Regions from separate parts of the Callithrix jacchus genome. Here region 1 is linked to region 2. Evidence: chromatin contacts called from public Hi-C data. All regions are on one chromosome and are shown on one strand. Each heading gives the region's core, a stretch centred on a gene start, on an enhancer-like site or on the middle of the called end of the contact. The rest is flanking DNA. Distances are from core to core; before and after follow the strand shown. Region 1 holds the start of LOC103792657. Region 2 has its middle 250 kb from the start of HIVEP2.

The links. A called contact is a pair of places that touch in the nucleus more often than the background predicts.
Region 1: a Hi-C map of skeletal muscle shows a contact between it and region 2, with 4 times the contacts expected there. The contact joins the promoter of LOC103792657 here to the enhancer-like site in region 2. A contact is called at or near these places in 2 of 3 Hi-C or Micro-C datasets (both in skeletal muscle).

The regions. Positions count from the first base shown.
Region 1 is chr4:149,754,521-149,759,361 of calJac240_pri, reverse strand. LOC103792657 reads right to left here and starts at 1,956. Exons shown (of 2, transcript XM_035296887.3): 1 at 1,155-1,956. The coding sequence starts at 1,832. The coding sequence ends at 1,278. It overlaps HIVEP2 (HIVEP zinc finger 2), which reads left to right and starts at 1,353. Exons shown (of 10, transcript XM_078370203.1): 1 at 1,353-1,566.
Region 2 is chr4:149,505,847-149,511,229 of calJac240_pri, reverse strand. No RefSeq gene overlaps it. Among named protein-coding and RNA genes, the nearest start is that of HIVEP2, 250 kb to the left of the region's middle. Within about 2 kb of position 1,894, at least 5 of the 16 cell types and tissues checked have an H3K27ac peak or open chromatin away from gene starts, as enhancers often do. A contact at or near this core is called in skeletal muscle, where this site is marked.

The DNA.
Region 1 (4,841 bases), core at 707-3,206, 250 kb before region 2:
TGATTGTGCCACTGCACTCCAGCCTGGGCAATGGAGCAAAACCCTGTCTCTGTGACACACACACACACACACAGGATTCTTCCCAGCAGAGAGGATGTCACCTAGTTACACATATTCACAATATTGTTACTTTACTTCAACTCAATGCAGGCTATCTTCTTTCCATCTTCATGCCTCTGAAACAAAGTAATTATTTAAAATTTGTCAAATTTTGACTAAAACTGTTTTCAGGGTCCTCTTTGATGGTGGGACCTAATCATCAAAATGGATGTATGTCTGCAGGGTTTTCTTTAAAAAAATATTTTAAATAACTACAGAAGTATCTTAATATCCCCATTATTCTCTTTAATCTAGTCTTTTTCAGAGGTATTTAAGGTCTCAACTAACATTCATTCTAGTGAAGCAAAATGCTGCCTGATAGTTGCCTTGCTTAGTTTCTGGGAGCTTGGGCAGCTGCTGTTGTGTTTGTTGAAGGGAAATTGGATTCTTAAAGAAACTGCTTAATTTTCTCTATTAAGCAATTAAATAAAATGGTCTCTGGGAGTATGTAGCAGGTGGGTTTGAAAGTGAAAAAAATTCAAAAAATCACATTTTGCGTGTTAAATGGATGTTTAAAATGCAACTGCATACATTTAAAAGAAAATGATGATTGGGACAGTTTTTTAAATTAAAGCCTTCAAGTTAAGTAAAAAAAAGGCTGGGTATTAAAGAACCTATACAATGAAAGAAGAAGTTGCTTAAGTGGAAGTAGGCCCTGAATTTAAATGAGATCAACCTAAAAGAAGGACAAAGTGAAACTTATGCCAAATTGTTCGGATATTTCTCCTCTGAGAAAAAAAAAAATCGCTTAAAAAATTGTATCACCGCTTTATTTTGCAGAGTTGCCCTTCACGGCGGCGGCGGCACTGTAGCCACTGCATGGGGACCTCAAAAATACACTGATTGTAGGTCGGGATGAAAAACAAAACAAAGCAAAACAAAAACGAAACCAGCAGCGCTGTACTCGAAGGCATTTACGGGGCTGCCCTTCCTTTGTAATGCACTCATTTTTAATGAAAAGAGAAGGGGATATTTTATATGTCCTGACATTTGGTCCTTTTCCGAGAAATCTGAAACTCGAGACACAAAACATTCCGCAGTTGTTGGTGAAATACCTGGTTTAAAAGCAGAACCACAGTTATTGTCTTTGGCCCGGAATTCCAGAGACTCATTTCCACGCCTCCCACGGAGTCACCTGCTCAGGGGGAACCCCGGCCAGAAAGCCGGGTCGCGCCAGGTCAAATCTTGCGCGTCTCCAGTTTACTCCGCCCCTGGCAGGGCGGCGGCGCTGCCGCGGGGTGGGGAGGACCGCTGGGGCCCGCGGCGCCCCGGGCGCTCGGCTGGGCGCCGTGGGGCGCGGGGGCTGGGGCGCCCGGGAGAGGCTGCGCGAGGTCCCCGCTTGGCGGGGAGACCACCCCGGGGAGGCGCTCCGGGCCCCGGCCCCGCCCCGCAGTCATTCGTCGCGCCCCGGCACCGTGGCGCCCTGGGAACCTCCCTCGAGGATGTACACCAGTCCACACAAACAGGGTAACGGCTCGACGGAGCCCCGGTGTCCCCCGGGTGACGCCCGGCCGGGGAGGAAGCCCAGAGCTTAGGCTCCCACTCGCCTGGGATTCCACCGCCCCCCCCCCGCCCATCCCCCCCGGCCCCGCTCTCCCAGGGCTGGGTGATATTTCAAATCTGGTCCCTTGCGTGGTGAGGGAAGCGCACAGGCTGAAGGCGGCAGCACCCCCCAGGGTTCCAGGGTGGCCCACCAGGAAACCAGCAGCTGCTCCACGCGCCGCTGCCCACATCTATTTGAATATCCCAGCGAGGGCAGGCCGCGGTCCCGGAGCCGGGGGCTCCGGGGGCACCCTGGTGAGTGACTCCAGGGAAGGCCGTCCGGGCGTTTCGAGCACTTGAGAAGTTCGCGCTCCCGCAAGGGCAGGGAAAGTGCTAGTAAAACACTGCAAAGCTCCAGAAACGCAGCCAGGAGCCACAGTCTGATTTTTGCTTTTCTTGACTGATAACATAATTGTGAGTAGAGGCAGCAGGGGCGTTGAGAGGCAGGGGATCCGGAGTACTTGGACCAAATCTAAGGACCCTACTAATTAGATAATTCCGTTCATCAGGAAGGCAGGCGACGATTATCTGGGAAATGGGGAAGGGGTGGGGACGGAGGAGGTTTCCACATCCTTAAAGGAAATTCTCAGGCTCCCAGAGAAGCCCAAGTTTTTTTGCATGACAAGTAGAGGCCGGCTCTCTGGGGAGTTCCCCGCTCCGACCGAGCGAGTGTGCGGCCGCGATCTCCCCGCCCGGAGCGGCAGCCGCGGGGCCAGGCCTTGCCCTCCCGACCGCCTTCCTCCCCCGTCGCCCCGCGCGCCGCGCATCCCTCCCTTGCTCGCTGGCTCCAGACTGGTTTTTCTGGTTCAGCCTCCCTCCCTGGGACACGCTGGGGGATCCGATGACGTCGCTGGCTGAGTCTCTCCCTCTTCCTCCCTCCCTCCCACTGCCTCTCCCCCCGTCCGTCCTCGCCGCGCACTCCTCCTAGTAACTTCTGTTCGGGGAGGCGCTGCCAGGAATAACCCGGTGCGTCCACAGCCCGGGAGGGGAGGCGGCCGCTGCGGCTCCCGCACGCAGACAGCTGCGGCCCGGGCCTCGCGGCTCCCGCCTGAGCCCCGCGGCCCCTGTCCCGGGCCCATCTCCTTACAGTGTCAGAAAAATAAATAAAGGGAAGAGGAGCCTGGGCTGGCGGTCGGGATTTCTTCCCTCCCTCCGCGCCCGCCCTCCCTCTGTCCTTAAGGAAATGCTACCAGACACCCCCCACCAGACACGCTCAGCCTTGGCGAGGAGCGGCCGCCGCGGCAGCGAGAACAAGGGCACCAGGGGGGTTTCCTCCCCCTCCTCCTCTCCCTCCACCTCCCTGTCCTCCTCCTCCTCCTCCTCAGCGGTGACTTTCCAGGTGAGCGGCCGCCGCGGCTGCGAGGATCCCCCTCGCCCTCTAGGGCTCGGGCCGCCGCGTCTCGCCCTCCTCCCGCCCCTGTCACCCGGCGGTGGCCGGGAGCTGACAGCCGCCCGAGGGGCTCGCGGCCCGGAGGCGGGCGGCCGGCGGGAGGCGGGCTGGAGGTGAGGGGGTGGAGAGGAGGAGAGCGGGGCGCAGCCGAGCGCCGTCGCTCCCCGGAGGAGGGTCTCCGCACAAACATCTTCGGTGACTGTGGCACAAGTCTTTGCCAAGTTGTGTCCTGGACATTGACGCTCCCCAGAGCCCGGAGCAACTTGGAGGGTCTCCCGGCTCGTTCACAGTATTCCTCCACGTCTCGCCTGTGGGGTGCTGGGTGCAGCCTCGGGGTGCGCGGAGGGCGGACCGGCCACTGGGAGAGCGGAGCGGCGGGAATCTAGGTCCCTCCTCGGCTGGGTAAGTGGCCTGGGCGCTGGGTTTTTCCTGCCTCCTTCGGCGCTGGGAGCTTGTTTCACTTCACACTGGAATCGCCGCCGCCAAACTCCTTCCCCGGTTCCCGGGTGCTCGCCCCCAGCCCCTTCCTGGTGGCCGGAGGGTGAGGGTCGGAGGGGGCGGGGATGGGGAGACCGCGGGAGGGGGGTCGAGCGCGTGGGGAAATGCGGGGAATACCCTGGCCGCGGATCTATGCAGATGAGGGGAGGCTGCTTTGCGTAATGTCCTGGGGGGAGGGGGCCGCGCGGGAGCGCTGGAGGCAGGAATGTGCCTGCTTACTAATGAGCGACGTGCACCGGCGCGCACGGCCGGGCCACCGCTGCGGCTGCGGCGGCCGCCGGCGGCCCGCTGTCAGGTAGCGGGGGAGGGGGCCGCGGCGCGCGGCGCGGGCGGGCGGCGCGAGGCCCGGGCCGCCGGCCTGCGGCCGAGCGAGGGCGGGGAAGACGCTGGCTCCGGGCATTTCAGTGACTCCCTTTACCTCCCTGGCAAGGAAGGAAGGAGCGAAGGAAGGAAGCGAGGAAGGAGGGGACTGTCTCGATGGAAGGTTCAGGCGGAGGCGCCCTCGCCTTGCGGGTGCACCGGCCGCAGAGCGGCTCTGGCCGCTACCGGCTGGACCCGGGCGCGTGGAGACTGGTGGGGGCGGTTTGCATGCGTGTTTGTCTGTGCGTCTGGCCGGGGATCGGGAAGGGACATGTGTGATTGGGCTGTGCACTGTGGGGAGCTGGGTCTGCGCCTTTATGTCTGTTCCCTGAAGTGGGTGGAACGTTGGCCCGTTCCGGGAATGTTCCATGACGTGGTGCAGCCACAGGAAGGGGGTTAACGAGGGGCTCTGTGCCGCGGCGGCTCTGCCGGCTGCTATCAAAGCAGATGTGCTGCTGCCGCTCCTCCTCCTCTTTCACCTCCTTTCACCCTCACCCCCCGCCTTTCCATTCTGTGCCTCTGGTACTGGTAGGGGTGAGACAGGAAAACATTGCTCTGGGTGTGTGTGTGTGTGCGCGCGCCCGCGCGTGTATATGCGAGGGTGGGGGAGGGGGTGCTGATGTGCTTGTGTGGGGTCTGTCGTATTTGGTGGGGGGTGGACTCCAGATCAGCTCTGCTACCCCAGCTGTTATCACAGATAGGTGCGCTTTATACGCATGTGCCTCCCGCGTTCTGCCTCTCTTACATAACACATCCAGTGCAGCAGAGGACACGAGAAAATGCGACCCCAACCCTCCAAGCCCAAATTGGGTAAGGGGATAGAAGGTCAGGAAGCGTCCCTGGGTGTTGTCCTTCAGGGACCTGGTTCCCAGTGGGGGAAAGGAAGAAGGGAAGGAGGGTTTCTTCAAGTGGCTCCTCTCATCTCTGACTTAAAAGCATCTAACTAAAAAGG
Region 2 (5,383 bases), core at 645-3,144:
AAATCAATGGTTTGGAGAAGGCTCCTGTCCACGTTTTGCATGAAGATGTAAAAATTAAATACTTCTTAGTGCATTTTAAAGAATGTCGTGGCTGATTGGCTTTGTTTTAGGAATTATGTGATTGTGAAGTTCTTCACTTAGTTTTATGTCAGGAGGTGTTTACCATGGCGAATAGATGACCCAAACTTGTGCTTTCCAAGGATGGGGTGAGGAACCAGCACGTCCAACAGGAAGTGCAATGAAGCCACAGCTCCACAAGCCCTCATTGGAGCCTGACAACAAGGCTGTGGCAATATTAATATCCTTAGTTTACAGGTAGGGAGACTGAGAGGGGTTAAGTGAAGAGTTCAAAAGGCTGCAGCTTTTAAGAGGCAGAATTTATCACAGAACCAGGTCTGTCTGACTCCTCACCCAGGGCCCTGGCAGTCTGACTTCCCTAAACTCAGCTGTGAGTTTCCATGTGAAGGAAAAGCAGTGATTCTTTCCACTGAGCCAGCTCTCGCCTGGTCTGGGGCCTGGTTTAAAACCTGCAGACAGTCTCCTAGGAATGGAAGGGCCTTCCTTCTCTGGTTCTAGCAGCGGGGAGGCTTTTGCATATCTCCCAGCATGTTGCCATTTATGGATTTGGGCAAAATAACAGCATTGCACAGCTTCAGAGTGTCAGACTTCTTTTTTTTCCTTTTTCTTCCACACTGAGCTTCCTGTTTCTATGGCAATGAATAGGATGTTTTGCACCAAGAAACACTTTAAATGCCACTGGGGGAAGGTAAGAGCCACGCATAGCTCTCTACAGAGCAGGAAGGTGAAATGAAATGCAAAGAAGAACTGAGTGAAACAAGGAGAGAAAGGATGCAGAAAAGCCGGGAGCGAGGTGGGAGGAAGGAGGGAGGAAGTTAAGAAGCAGAAATAAAACAGAAGGAGAAATAAAATAGAGATAGCAACATGGCCGGCAACTGGAGCCTTCCGAGTGGCAGCACAGGTCCCCCGTATCTTCCAGCACTCAGAAGGAGCACTCAACTTCCTGAGAGCCACAGGGGTGGAGGGACCAGCAGTCTTCCGGAAGCAGGGCTGCAGGAATGCTGGAGGCACTCACACACACTTGTACTACATAGGACCCATTTGAAGGTGTCTCCCAATGTGACCTCTAGAATAGGGAGGTTCAAATATCCCCTGTGAATACTTGCCCTGCTCATCGAGGCTGGCACAAGGCCTGTGAAGTCAGCCCTTCCACCTACCAGGTCACAACCAGGGTTTCCGCTCTGTGATGGATGCCTGTGGGCTATGATGTCTTCCTTGGGAAGGCTGTGATGTCCTCCTCTCTTTATTTGGGTGGGATCATCCATGAATATTCCCAAGGAGGCAGCTGTTTATAATTATGCAGCATAGGAGGGATGTAAAAGGGCACTTCGAAAATCAAAGTGCCAATGCAGGAAACTTTCTTTCTCTCTTTCCCCTGACCACCTTTCTCCAGCCACACACAAAATTATATAACCTCATCTGCATGCAGAAAAGAAAGGCCACAGAACACTGAAACATGGAACCTAGTAGAGCCTAAGTGCATACTAACTACTTCTCACTTTTAATTTTGCTAATTCTAATTCCTCCACCACAGCCACGCGAAATCAAATCAAGCTCTGTCTAGCTTGACGTTCCTGTTCTGTAAGGTTTTAAGAGCTATAAGCTACAATTAAAGGCACAGTAGTAGGAAGAGCCAATCAAAGGGAATCTCAAAATAGCTGGTCCCCTGGAAGGCCAAGGCAGATGTATTTGTCCAGCTGCTTGTGGGAGAAGAGCTGAGAACTCTCACTCACTCGCTAGAGGCTCATAAAAGGCTCACCTACAGCTGCTTGTGAAATTGGTTCCTCGTAAGTGAAAGTCGACCGGGAGTCCTATGAGTTAGTGGCAGCTGGACAGACAGGACAGGGGGTGCCAAACGGGGCAGGAAATGGCTGGGGGCCAGGGTAAACAACCTGGGGCAGGAGCCGAGGGGAGCATCTGTCCCAGGGGAGCTCAGAGAAGTGCTGCTTTCCAAGGGTTTGGCCAGGGCAACCTGGTTTATTTTCAGTGAAATCTGGGTATGCTCTAATTTACTATGGGAGCCTTGAATTTGCATGCCTGCTTTAAGAGACCCTAACAAGTACACATAATAAAATGTTAATTTATGCCTTCTGCTAGGATGGGAATTGAGTGTGGCTTGACGCAACTGCAAAACAGAACAAATCTGGGAACTCTGGCAGGCAGAAGAGGAGGGTGGAGAGAACACGTTTCTTTGAGTTTGGGAAGGGAGGCTGAGAGGAGTCTGGGAAACTTCCTGGCATCCAATTCCCTCCAGAACCCCCAAAGGGACTTTCTACAACAGCAGAGGGATGGCCCTTCTGTCTCTGCAGCCTGACCTAGCACTACAGTATCCAACAGCACTGGGCACAGAGTATGTCTTTGGTAAATATTTGGTGTGCTGATTAATAATATGAGAATGTTCTGAGGTCAAACACTTCCATCCATGTTTTGGGAACTATGAGGTCTTGCTTAGCTCTTCAAAAACTCCACACCCAGCTTCACATTAAAGTAGAAAGCCAGCACACCTGTGATGTTCTGAGCTATTCTAAATAGCAGTCCTCCCTGGGTGTCTGAATTCTTCTGTCCCTAAGAATGTGCACTGTCTTGGGCAGTTTTGTGGAAATGCCTCTTCCCATTCAGCTTTGCCCAGACCATTCTATCCTGATGTCATCCCCATGGCTGGCACTCCAATGTGTCCTAAACATGACCTGTTTCTAGAAATAAGACAAACATTCCCTCTATTTCTCCCTTTCTTTTGTCTCTACTGACATCGAGCTTGCAGGATGGCAGGATTAATATACACCAGCAGACTTCTGGCGGGTTGTTGTAAACACCTTTTGGAGTTCCTTTCCAGCCCTTGATGCCATTTCTCCAGGATTCATCCCCCTCTCCACAAAACGGAAGCCCAAATAACTGGGTTTCCACCATGACCCTTCCACTTTGGCCATGGATGCATCAGAGTTCTTACTGAGCCGAGCTGGACAATCAGTATCTTTCTCTTGGGAATTTGGAATTGGATTTAAAGAAATGGACAAATAGAGATCAACATCTGTGCTTGGCTCAGACATGAATTTTGGAGCCATAGTGGCCATACGAAGGGAGAATCAGAGCAAGTCAGTGTGTAACAAAACCAAAAGGCAACTCTAAAGAATGAACCAGAGTCAAAAGAGCCCTGGCTATGCCTCCTGCTATTGACTTCTGAGGATGACTTTGCATCTTTACAGTAAGTTCTTGTTTCTTGATTAGCTGAACTTCATTGGCTTTGACACTTTTAACCAAAAAGTCTGTAAAAAAGACATGAATAAGTTTCACCATCGACTTCTGTTGCGCCAATCTGCTCTGTGTTCCTAACTCTCCTCCCTTTCAAATGCCACCACTCTAGGTCATGGCAGGGCTCCCAACTGCCTATGCTGTCATGACCATGACCCCTTACTAGCTCTCAGGGCACTCCCTATACTGTCCTGCCCACCCGTCCAAAATGATTTTTCTTTCCCTCTGATGTGCTCCTTCGCTTGAGTCTGATCATGCTCTCTCCACTCTAAACACACTTCCCTGGCTCATCCTCCTCCTGTTTCCCTGGACGGCTTCCCAGGCTTGGGATGGTCTCCCCCCTCCTCTGGACCATACAAATATATGTAGATGGGACAGTAGATGTAGACAGTAGACAAGATTTTCTTGTCTGCAAATGGAATGTTTTCTACCTGATGTCTTATGTTAAAGGAACAGAAATTATCACAGTGAAAAAAGAAAAAGCCTATTGGTGGGGTACAGCACCTCCAGCCACTTGGCTTCAGTGTGCCTGATATGGTATCTTCTGATGCCTGCTAATATCTGTGTTTATGGTAATGAAATATTTACCCAATTAAAATAGATCTAAACTACTGAGGAAATGAGTGAGCTAAAATGTGTTCTTGGTTCATACAAGGAGAACGATTCTCCTTCCCTGAGGAAGACTTGAAGGGCATCCAGCCCTAGGGAAGTTAAGTGGGTCATGCGAGTGTTTTCCCAGGCAAAAAGGGTAGACTCGATCTGGGGATACATACCCAGTATATGATAATTTATCTGACTGACGTGTCTATTTGATTTCAATCCATGATCACAATGAAAGTGCTTGTGTTAGAGGAAAAGTGTATGAAATGCATGGCCGCCTCACCATCAGATGGAAGTATAACCAGGGTGATGCCTCAGACGCTAAGTGCTCTTGGTGAGGGGCCCAACAGGAAAAGGGAAATGCTACTTTCAGACAGAATGGGACCGAGCATTTCAGGACCCAGGGGCCGTGCCATAAAATATTTCACATGATATTTGTGACAAGAAGCCTGAAGAAGCTATGAATTTCCAAACTGATGTGAAAGAAACCCACTCTACCTTGAGCCACACAAATATTTAAGCCACTTGCCATTGAGCATCAACTGGGTGTAGTGTCCAGCCCTGGGTTTTAGTCTTCTGCCTTCCTTGTGGTTCCTTTGTCATATTCTTTTTCTTTTATAAGAAGCACTGTTTGGCAATAGCCACAAGAATTGTGGGGGGAAGGGGAGACCATTTTCATTAAGAGATAGCGTTGTATTCTACATAGGAAACATAAGGAATCGTAATAATTTTTTTAAGTGGTTGCACATATGAAAAGGCCTCCCGTTGCTTTGCTCCCTCCACTGGATCTCTCCTCTATTCCTTCTGGCTTCCTGTTATTCCCTGCCAAAAGAAATGTTTTTAATTTTGTTCTGGAGTGGGCTCCAATTTGTTTAAGTGTGGGATTGCACGTTGATACAAATAATTACAACTGTAATTGAAATAGAGCCCTATTAGGGAAAAACTACAGTTAAAATAAAAGCTTTCACCAGGACAAAAGCGTTTAGGAGGTGGAAGACCCATGTAACACTGAACATTTTCTAGTGATTGCCAAAATGCGTTTGTTAGTTGCTTATTGCCAACACATGGTGGGCACTGTGCGTAACAGTGATAAACCTCATGGATTCAGTAAGTTAGCTCCACTAGACACTCTCTAAAACAACCACAGCACCAAGTATTGGGTTCCACTGGACAAAGAGAATGGCTTCTTAAGGGAATGAAACATTCGATTTTCTAGTTATTCCCCAGGCCTAAGGTTGAGTGAGTAACTTCCCAGGAAATCCACAAGCTTCAGCTTTGGACTCCTCATCCTCACGCTGCTCACTCAGCTACTCTCTGTTTGCAGTAAAAGAACAGAATGAAGCAAGAGTTTTTAAAAATTGGATTATGAAAGACTGAGGTGTGCTGAAATATTGGAGATGTGGGCATCTGAAGAGAGGGGCGATGTGTCAAAGACTCACGGCTGCATGACCTGATT